2 separate regions of the Mus musculus genome follow, and region 1 is linked to region 2. The links are chromatin contacts, called in public HiChIP or PLAC-seq maps. All regions are on one chromosome and are shown on one strand. The core of a region is the stretch at or near the end of the contact, and the rest is flanking DNA. Distances in the headings are between cores, read along the strand shown. Region 1 holds the start of Elk3 (ELK3, member of ETS oncogene family). Region 2 overlaps Elk3 (ELK3, member of ETS oncogene family).

Region 1 (4,554 bases), core at 1,791-4,290, 49 kb after region 2:
ATTACAGTTATGAAGTAGTAACAAAAAATAATATCATGGTTGGGGGTTCATCACAACATAAGGAACTGTATTCCAGGGTTGCACTGTTAGGTTGAGAAGCACTGGGTTAGAAGGAAGTGTTCACAACCTTCTGGAATCCTCCTGCAGGATGATGGTAGCACCTGGAAGGTTTCCCCATCAGCTGAAGTTTTGTGGTCCTACTGAACACTCAACACCAGCAGTTTACTGACCACCCATTTAGCCCTAGGAAACGTTTGAGGGGCATCTTGGAAGTCTGGCCCACTGACTCACCTAGGGTGGGCTGGCTGGGTTGTTTTTTAGGACAGATTTGCCAAAGGAGAAGTCTTGGTAACATCTTGGAAGTCCTCACGAGAGGCACCATGTCCTCGGCAAGAAAGAAGCCCTGTGCTTTCAGTGGGGTTCTCTGAAATTCTTTGTCCTTTTTAGTAACTCTACACATTTCTAGTCAACATTTAAAAGGAGAGAGAGAGAGAGAGAGAGAGAGAGAGAGAGAGAGAGAGAGAGAGAGAGAGAGAGAGAGAGAGAGAGCCTGCTCTATATCTGGCATTGAAAGGCCATCCCTTTTCATGCTCTGGGGGTTTTGCAAGCACTCATTACTGGAAGCTCTTAGTACACTTATGGACAGTCTCCTTAACTGTCTGACCTACATACCCTCCTAACACAATCTGTAATTTTATAATCCTCATAAATTCAAACCCGTAACTGACCCTTTTCCAAATAAATGTGTGCCACAGGATGGGAGAGAAGGAAGGAGACCAGTGGATATTTTGGTGGGCAATAGGGCTCATAAATTGATTTAGGTTCTCACTGATAGATGCCTGGAACATGCTAGGTTTCCCAGCCTGACCTGACCTACCCCCCCCCCCCCAGCCATGTCCCCCTTCCCAACCCCTACAAAGCAGAGGAACAGATGGGAGAGGATGGGCAGGCATGTGTGTTTGTGTAAGAGTTGATTGAACATCAGAGAACAAAACAGAACATACATACAACTCTCTCTCTCTCCCTCTCCCAGCCCCGCCCCCCAGGAAAGCATGACTGAGACCCAAAATGGCCAAAGGGACTGCCAAGTTTTTTGAGAGTGTGCCCTAGAAAGACTGGCAGGGGTGGAGAAGGCACCTCTAAGTCAATAAGTCTGCAGGCAGACAGTGGCTCGCACAAAACCCCTCCTGTGCGGAGTAGCGGAAACTCCCAATGCGATTAGTCGGGGTGTGTGTGTGTGTGTGTGTGTGTGTGTGTGCAGACATTACTTAGCAATGACTAAAGGGCTCTCTCTTCCTGCAGCAGCCAGTGGAAAATTCAAGGAACATTTTTCCCCCTGCAGCAGCAGAATCCCTTTAACCCTCTCCCCAGCCAACTCCAAAAACAACTCGGCTTCCCCCCCCCATACGCCCCCCCCCCAACTGCCCCCCCCTCCCCACCTCCGGCAGAGCACTGCAGGGAGTTATAGGACGGCGAGGGGCTTTCGAGATGGGGAGGGCTGGAGGGGGCCGGCAGGGAAGGGGCGGGGGACCCTCAAACACTACAAAGGAAACTGTAAAAGGCACAAATACATAAACCTGAGAAGCAGCAGCAAGCCGCAGTTTCTTTGTGAGCTCCTCAGTGAGTCATTTTCAAGATGCTGTCTGCAGCCAGTTTCAAAGCGGAAGCGCACGGCAATTAGTCTTGCCGTTTCCAGACAAGCCAGAAACTCTCCCGACACTCTTTTTTTTTTTCCTTCTAAAAAGCCCCTTTTGCAGTTTCTGAAATAGCCTTTCTTGCTTCCACCCCCACCCGCCGCGTAACTGCAGCTTATCCTCGGAATGATTCGGTCGTAACAAAACAGAGACCATTTAATATTTTTAGCTCCCGCCTCCCAATTTCAAGCCCCCCCCCCTTAAAAAAAAGTTCCAGTAACATTACAGGCCAGCAGGCAGTTGGAAGTTAAAGAGCTGAGAGTTTCAAGTTCATCCCTTGCCTGGCCCATCTCCCCAATCCGAATCTGGACTAGCCGACTCGGCCGGCTTTTAAATGTCCATTAGACTGGGCGTGCGCCTGGGGCGGTGACCTGGGCGGGGGTCACCTGCCCAGAGAGAGTGGACGTAGCCCCGGGCCCCACATCTCCATGGCCCAAGTCCTCCGCTCCCTCTCCACCCCTGTGCTCTCCCCTGAATCCGAACACTCGCGCCTCGGTGCCCATCCTGAAGGGATCCGGACCGCAACCCCGGCTGGAGGTCAGTGACAATCCAGCCTCCAGCCACGCAGCCCGCTTCGACCACTATCCCTAATCCCAGAGCCCCGGAGCCTCGCTGCAGGGATACAGGAGTTTGCACTCAGGGTGTCTCCTCCGGGCTTCGCAGTGCAGACCCCAGGCCCGAGCACGAGCTCCCGGGGTGGCGCCGGTGGCGGTGGCGGTGGCGACGCACAGCATCCTCCCCCGCGGGGACGCACCCCCATCCTCCCCCAACGCAGTCTACAACTCACCCCACAGCGCCCACAACCCCACCCCCACCAGCCAAAGAAAAGAAAGAAGGAGAAAGGAGAAAAAAAAAAAAGAGGAAAAATTAAAAAAAAAAAATAGCCCGAAGAAAACTTTGCAAGCGCTGGAGCAACAGGCAAACAGTCCTGCAACCTACCCAGACGTGGGGGAGCGTTTGGGAGTCTTCTTGGGGAGATTTCTAGGAGGAACCGGGCGAAAGCCCCCGACTTTCCATGCTGACAGGCGTCTGCAGACGGTCTGTTGCTCTTGTAATGAGATCCTGATTTTCCCCCCTCTTTTTTTTTTCTTTCTCTCGCTCCTCTTTTTTTTTTTCTCCCCCCCCCCCCTCCTCTGGTGTGTGTGAGAGCAGGAAGTTGGAGCAGTCAGGCCGAGCCTGCTCACTTCCTTTACTGCATTATTCCCCAGGCGGTGTGCAGTCTGTGTAAACAGGCTTTTCCGCCCCGCGCCGTGCGCCCGGGCCGCGGCTGTGCGCCGGGGCTGCCCGCCCAGACCCGCGCATACCCCCGGCGCCGGGCCCCGCGCCCGCCCGCACGCCCCGCGCGCCCCCGCGCCGTGCCCGCCCCGCTTCCTGCTCGGCCACCCCAGGGGAGGAGCCTGGGGACCCGCCGGCCAGGCCGCCGTCTCTCCACTCGGCGGGGGCTCCGTCGGCTCCTGAGCCCTCGGGTTCCTAAGTTTGGCATCACCCTGGGTTCGTGCCCTGCTAATGGTGCCCCGAAAGGGAGGTCCCTAAGCGAGCTTTTCTCTACCATAGGCATAGAAGAAGAGTTTAGGGACAGGAGGGATGGCGAGTGGGGTTCAGGACTTTGGATGCTCTGGGAACCGGGCTGCTTTTATTGCGGACCAGAGGAGATGAGGGTGAAAAACATAAGCGTGCACAAAGGGAGATGGAGTCTTCCTAAGATGCTGTCGGATAGAGTTACTGTCGGGGCATATTTAACAGCAGCACTATAATTAATATTAATAGTAATAATTTGGAGGCAGTTTTAGAGTTGGGATCCTCTTTTGGGAATACTTTCTTAAGAGCCACAAACTAGGAGCCTTGTGTCTTAGAAAAGAGATGAGTGAAGTGGCTTTAGACAGGCACTGCTTAGGCGCTCCAGGTGGCTTGAGACAGGGGAAGGGGTACCCTGTGGTTTCAAGACTGGACTCCCCGCCCCTGAGGACAATGGCCAGGATCTGATTGGAGAGTTGGGCATTGCTCGGAGGATGCAGGAGGGAATGGGTCTCTTATTAACAAACCCTGTATACAGTTCCTCCAGCCCCAGCCTTCCAGAACCTTCCAGTCCCCTGCCTTTGGGGCTTTCTGACCAGTAGTTTTCAATCTTGAACGTTTGGCATGAGAGTACATGGCTCATTAAAGCCCTAATTGTAACCCTTAAGCCCTCACCTCAATGTGTCTGGTGTGATTGGAAGCCCCAATAACAGAATCGCGTTGAGAGTAAGGGGTGCTTTGCAAACTAGCCACAGCGTACTTATCCCAGACCAATGGCCAAGTCTCCAGGTCAGCAGGACAACATTCTGACATTTCCTTGCCCCCCCCCCATTAGCATTTGCTATCTCTCTGAAAGATTGCTTGTTTCTGAGTATCTGGTTACTATTAAAGGTTCTAGATTGAATTCAGGGATGTTAATACCCACCCCACACACGCACATCTGCAGGTGCCTGTCAGAACACCTTGTTAAACAAGGGCAGCATTTTTGCTTAATCACTGATGTGTATAACCTGCTGGTTATACACTGAGGACCAGGCTTGCCCGTGCTCTGAGAAGAGACAATGGTGGTGGGGAGAGGAGGGAGGGGGACCAAGGTAAGATGTGAAACAGAAGGAGGAATTATGGGAAAGGGGGCTGTCTATCAAACCCTGATTTTCCACAGCTAATTTTCCACTTTGGAGATTATCATTTAAAATCCCTAGTTGGCTTCTCCAGTCACTCAGCAAAACTCAGACTGTGTCCCTATATGATCCAGCTGTCCATGTGAACTGAATGCAGAGTGTGGATTTAGATTTATCATCCAACTCGGAAGCTCCCACACTTAGGAATACATGTTGCTTTTTAT
Region 2 (4,776 bases), core at 2,053-4,552:
CACAGAGAGATTCATAGATTTACAACTCCTTAACCTCCCTCCCTCCCCAGCCACAGTTCCCAGGGTTGTTAACATTCCCTCATGTTGGTGGCCGGATGTAGCATAGCTTCCCTGATTTACCATGGTTCAGATCTATACCCTTTTCTTCCCCTCACCCTTTGTTGTTGTTGTTTTTGTTTTTTGTTGTTTGTTTGTTTTGTTTTGTTTTTTTTTTCTGAGACAGGGTTTCTCTGTGTAGCCCTGGCTGTCCTGGAACTCACTCTGTAGACCAGGCTGGCCTCGAACTCAGAAATCTGCCTGCCTCTGCCTCCCGAGTGCTGGGACTAAAGGTGTGCGCCACCACGCCCGGCTCCTTCCCATCATCCTCCTATTCATCTCTCACTCGCCCCTCAAGTTAGTCACTAAGGCCTGTGGCTGACGGTCTCTAAATTTCTCACAGATCCAACTCCTCTGGATGTGTCAGTTAGAGCCTGGCATCTTCCCTGTCCATTAGCTGGAGTGTTGCAAGGTATCCTAACTGAATACAGTGTCCCCTTCTGTATCTATGCTGTCAGGGTGACTTGTACCACACAGTTCATACTGTCCCACATGCCCTTCCAGTGTTTCCACTGCTGCCTTAATCCCATCCCATCTAACTAAACTCCAACTCTTCCTCTAGACCTGTCCTTATCTCACGCTCTTCCTAGCCCACTGTGTTCCTGCACGGAGATGCCAGAAAGATCTCTGCCACTCCCTCAGCCCCTCACCCAACTGTGACTGCCCCTTCCATAGCCACTCTCAACATTTCACTCCTCTGGACAAGTTCATCCCTTCTTCCTTAACATTCCGTTTGTGCCTCCTAGCTTCCGGGACTCTACCACCCAGGCTTGTGCCCCTAGTGCCAACCCTGGCAGCTTACACGGGAAGGGGGTGGGGAGTGCTCCCGTCAGGTTTCAGGAACTGAGCCAAACGTACTTGTTTGTGCTGCTCAGGTCTCCTCTGTAGGATGTAACTGTCTTGTGTGCATGTGTGCATGTATGTGTGTACTTCAGCAGGGATAGGTCCTAAGGTTGTAAAATAGGTCACTTCTCCCATCTTTTTCATGTCTTGCAAAAATTTATGTGCAGTGTAAGGTTGTAAAATAGATCACTTCTCCCATCCTTTTCATGTCTTGCAAAAATTTATGTTCAGTGATCATTTACTAATTCTTACAAGGCATCCGTGTTCCACTTGGCTTATGCCTCTAGAAGTTGTTAATTTCCTATCAAACCATGTCTCAACTTCTCGGGCAGTTTTCATGACCAGAAATTATATTTGACCCCTATTCTTTATTTCCGGGCAGCAGCTGTAAGCTCATGAGAACCAGAACCACATCTATATACTAATCTTGGTATCCCTGAGGCAGCAAGCAAGTGCCTGGGTGTTCAGTGACTAGCTCCACGTGAACTGATTAGAAAGGAGGCAGAGAAGAGACTGGGTGTGGCCTGCCCAGTGGCAGTGAGAAGATGTCTTTGGTGATGTCTTGAGTGGGTGCTGGAGACACTAGGAAACCATTGGGACTTCAGGAAGAGTGAAGGAGAAGCCCTTACACATATACCTTAAAAGTGGCACAGAGGCCAACGGAGTCCATAAAAATGGCGCCCCAGAGTTCAACATTATTTTCAATAGCTGGGCCAGGGGTAAAGGCACTTGCCACCAAGTCAGAGTTTTATCTGTGGGACTCACATGGTGGAAGGAGAGAACCAACTCCTACAAGTTGTCCTCTGACCTCCATATGTGCACACTAGCCCACATCACATACACAATAAATAAGTTTTATATATATATATATATAGAGAGAGAGAGAGAGAGAGAGAGAGAGAGAAAGAGAGAGAGAGAGAGAGAGGGAGAGAGTGATGGAGGCAGACCAGAAGAGATGGATGACCCATTGAGTAGTCACTAGAAGAAGAGAGGAGAGGGGGCAGCATGGGACCCCAGGGCGCAAGGAGAAAAGGCACTCCCTTTATTGTTTCTCTGGGGCAACCTACAACTTGGTAGCCAAGAACCATCCTAGCCTGTACTGCAGAGACCTACAAGGAAGTTCTCTGCCTGGAGGAAAGGTCATCATGGTCAGAGATGGAGGCCTGTCTGGGGAAAGGTCAACAGAAGAAGAAGGAAGTTGAACAACCCTGGAGAGAAGGGAGAGGGGGGAAAATGTTTTTCTTTTGATGATAATGGCAAGAGACAGGAAGATGGAAACCACACCAGAAGTGGGGTGTAGGGGGACAGGATGCTCGCACTCTGTAGGTTCTCCTACACTGCTCCAGACTCCCACTTTTCTGACTTGGCCTCAGAGCTGTCTCCGCTACCCCAGAATAGAGGAAGTAGGCTTCAGCATTTCAAACCGAGCAGGCTGTCTCCACTCAGCCACTAATCCCAGGCTGCCGAGCAAACAGCCTGAGGCGCACATACTCAGACTCTGATGGAGATGCGTGCCCAGTGCTGAAACAGCTCAGATTTCAGCATCTTGGACAGCACAGGTGAGACGAACACGAGTCTTGGCAGAAATGAGAAATACAATGCCTTGGATTCCGAATTAACTTCACCTTGGGGGGACAGGAGCAACGGGACACAGATGGGATGTGGCAGGAAGAGGGACAGATGAAACCAGCATGCAGAGGAGTCAGGAGTTTCAGCTGCCACCTCGGCTGCCAAGGTGCCTGGCTAGAGGCCAGGAGGGCTTCACACCCCAGCTCCTTCCCCTCTGCCTAACATTCGGTAGCCTGTGCCAACGGGGACAAGCAAGCGCCTTGCTTTTCAGCAACATTCAGATGGGACCTCCGTGGCTGAGCTCTGACGCCATCATTTTTCTCTGTACCTAGCTGACTTTTGCTTGAGTCTTCCAGCCCCTTGTTGGAGAAGTCCCTGCCCGGACACTATTTATCATAAACTTAGCACCAAGAGTCATGTCCTCCGCTCTTTGCAGCTCCTGTCAGCGGCTTCGCCAGTGTTCCTGACGGGAGGCGGCTCTGACACTGTGAGAGAGGCACATTTGTTCTGGCTTTCTGCACATCGAATTGAAGACAGAATGTTCAAATCTGAATGTAGACCCCATGACACATGTGGGAAAGGACAGTGATCATGTGATATGTCTTGTCAAGGCGCCTCATTTACAGGGGACTGGGTTAGTAGAGCACACCTCTCCCCCGCCCCCTCTCTGAAGTGAGCACTCCCTTAGGAGTGCTCATTCTGTTTCTGAGCCCCGCCCCCCAGAAGGGAACACTAAGGGTGAGTGGGAGAGCTAAGAGTGGATGGGTCAGCTTCTGGAGGACGCCCTGGGGCGTCGGGCGGAGCTTTACTACTGATCTAAATCTTATACCGACTTCAAGCATAGCCTAATCCTGTAGAACAGGAAGCTTGTTGTGATTAACCCCTTAGTGGCCTGTCTGGTCAGAGTTAAACCACTGATGGCTGAAAGGAGGCTGAGTTTTACCAGATCTTTGCCCTTCTCTCCCTCTCAGTTGACTACCCACAGCCCATAGGAGCAGAGCACCATTCCAGGTGCATGTAGTCTCTGGTGGCATTTAGCTCCTGAGGTTACACTATGTCCCTAAGCAGCCTCTTTTACTAACTGTGTGACACCTCTTTCCAAGCTCACTCACTCTCTATGACTCTGTCTCTGTCTCTGTCTCTGTCTCTCTCTCTCTGTCTCTCTCTCTGTCTCTGTCTCTCTCTCTCTGTCTCTGTGTCTCTCTGTGTCTCTCTGTGTCTCCCCTCTCTCTCTCTCTCTCTGTCTCTCTCTCTGTCTCTGTCTCTGTCTCTCTGTCTCTCTCTCTCTGTCTCTCTCTCTGTGTCTCTCTGTGTCTCCCCCCTCTCTCTCTCTCTCTCTCTCTCTCTCTCTCTCTCTCTCTCTCTCTCTCTCTCTCTCTCTCTCTCTCTCTCTCTGTCTCTCAAAGCCTAGGCCCCATTGGATTTCCTTTCATTGAGTAGTCACTCAATGAAAGTTGTATCCTGTCAGCCTGACCCCCATGTGCCTGAGGGCACAGGCCCTCTGTCCCAGAAGTCCAGCTTCCTAAGCATTCTCTCTAGGTTTTAGGCCACTCTGGTAGGTTCTGTCTCTGGGGATTAACTCTCTGTCCACATGTTAGGATCCCTCTCTCAGGTCAAGGTCCCTCTCCTCCTATCCCCTGCCCTGCCATCCCAGGCCCCCACTGAGTTCACGGTATCTAGGACCAAAGCCACGGTAGCAATTTTCCTTGAAATAGACAGGGTTGGTGTCGGCCCCACTCTGCTCAGAGAAGGGGATGCAGGCTCACAGAGAACACAGACGCCGAAACCGGGGATGACCTTGGCCTGACTTTGGACCACTCTCAGCCTTACAGTCTTAAACACTAAGGCCCGGACTCTGCCTGGCAGCTCTCACTCTTCTTACTTGCCTGAGCTGCTACTTGAGAGGCAGGTTTCTCGCCTGTTGCCTGGCAGCCCTGCTTTGTTAGGGAATGCTAATTTGGGAGTGTGTATGTGCCCATTCCAACCTATTACCGGAGTCCTGGGCCTCTCCTCAGAAATGAGCACAGTTCCTCAAGTCACTTCACAAAAATAAGCTGCCACGTGACCCCTGGGAAGCCTGGCAAAGAAAGCAAAGTAGCAAAGAATTGCTGGCCGCTGGTCTGCACACCCCACGGACTGTTGTCAGGGTAAGAGCGGCCGGGTCTTCTCCCCAAGGGATGGCAGAGACTTTAGCTTCAGAGTGGATGGATGCTGGATGCAAAGTGGCTCCAAACTCATCCTTCCGACTTACAGCTTTGGATCCAGGTC

Evidence for each region. HiChIP or PLAC-seq counts read pairs in DNA pulled down with a chosen protein or histone mark.
Region 1: an H3K27ac HiChIP or PLAC-seq map of microglia shows a contact between it and region 2, with 2.3 times the contacts expected there. The contact joins the promoter of Elk3 here to the enhancer-like site in region 2. A contact is called at or near these places in 3 of 39 promoter capture datasets (3T3-L1-derived adipocytes, macrophages and second pharyngeal arch cranial neural crest), 2 of 484 Hi-C or Micro-C datasets (muscle stem cells and stem cell-derived neural progenitor cells), 7 of 115 datasets of contacts at active chromatin or transcription factors (CD8 T cells, embryonic fibroblasts, embryonic stem cells and 2 more) and 3 of 9 other capture datasets (adipose tissue, liver and pancreatic islet).

Annotation. Positions count from the first base shown.
Region 1 is chr10:93,308,119-93,312,672 of GRCm38.p6, forward strand. Elk3 (ELK3, member of ETS oncogene family) reads right to left here and starts at 3,041. Exons shown (of 5, transcript NM_013508.2): 1 at 2,634-3,041.
Region 2 is chr10:93,259,114-93,263,889 of GRCm38.p6, forward strand. All of the region lies in intron 3 of Elk3 (ELK3, member of ETS oncogene family), which reads right to left. Among named protein-coding and RNA genes, the nearest start is that of Gm32551, 23 kb to the right of the region's middle. Within about 2 kb of position 3,303, at least 188 of the 459 cell types and tissues checked have an H3K27ac peak or open chromatin away from gene starts, as enhancers often do. A contact at or near this core is called in CD8 T cells, adipose tissue, embryonic fibroblasts and 5 more, where this site is marked.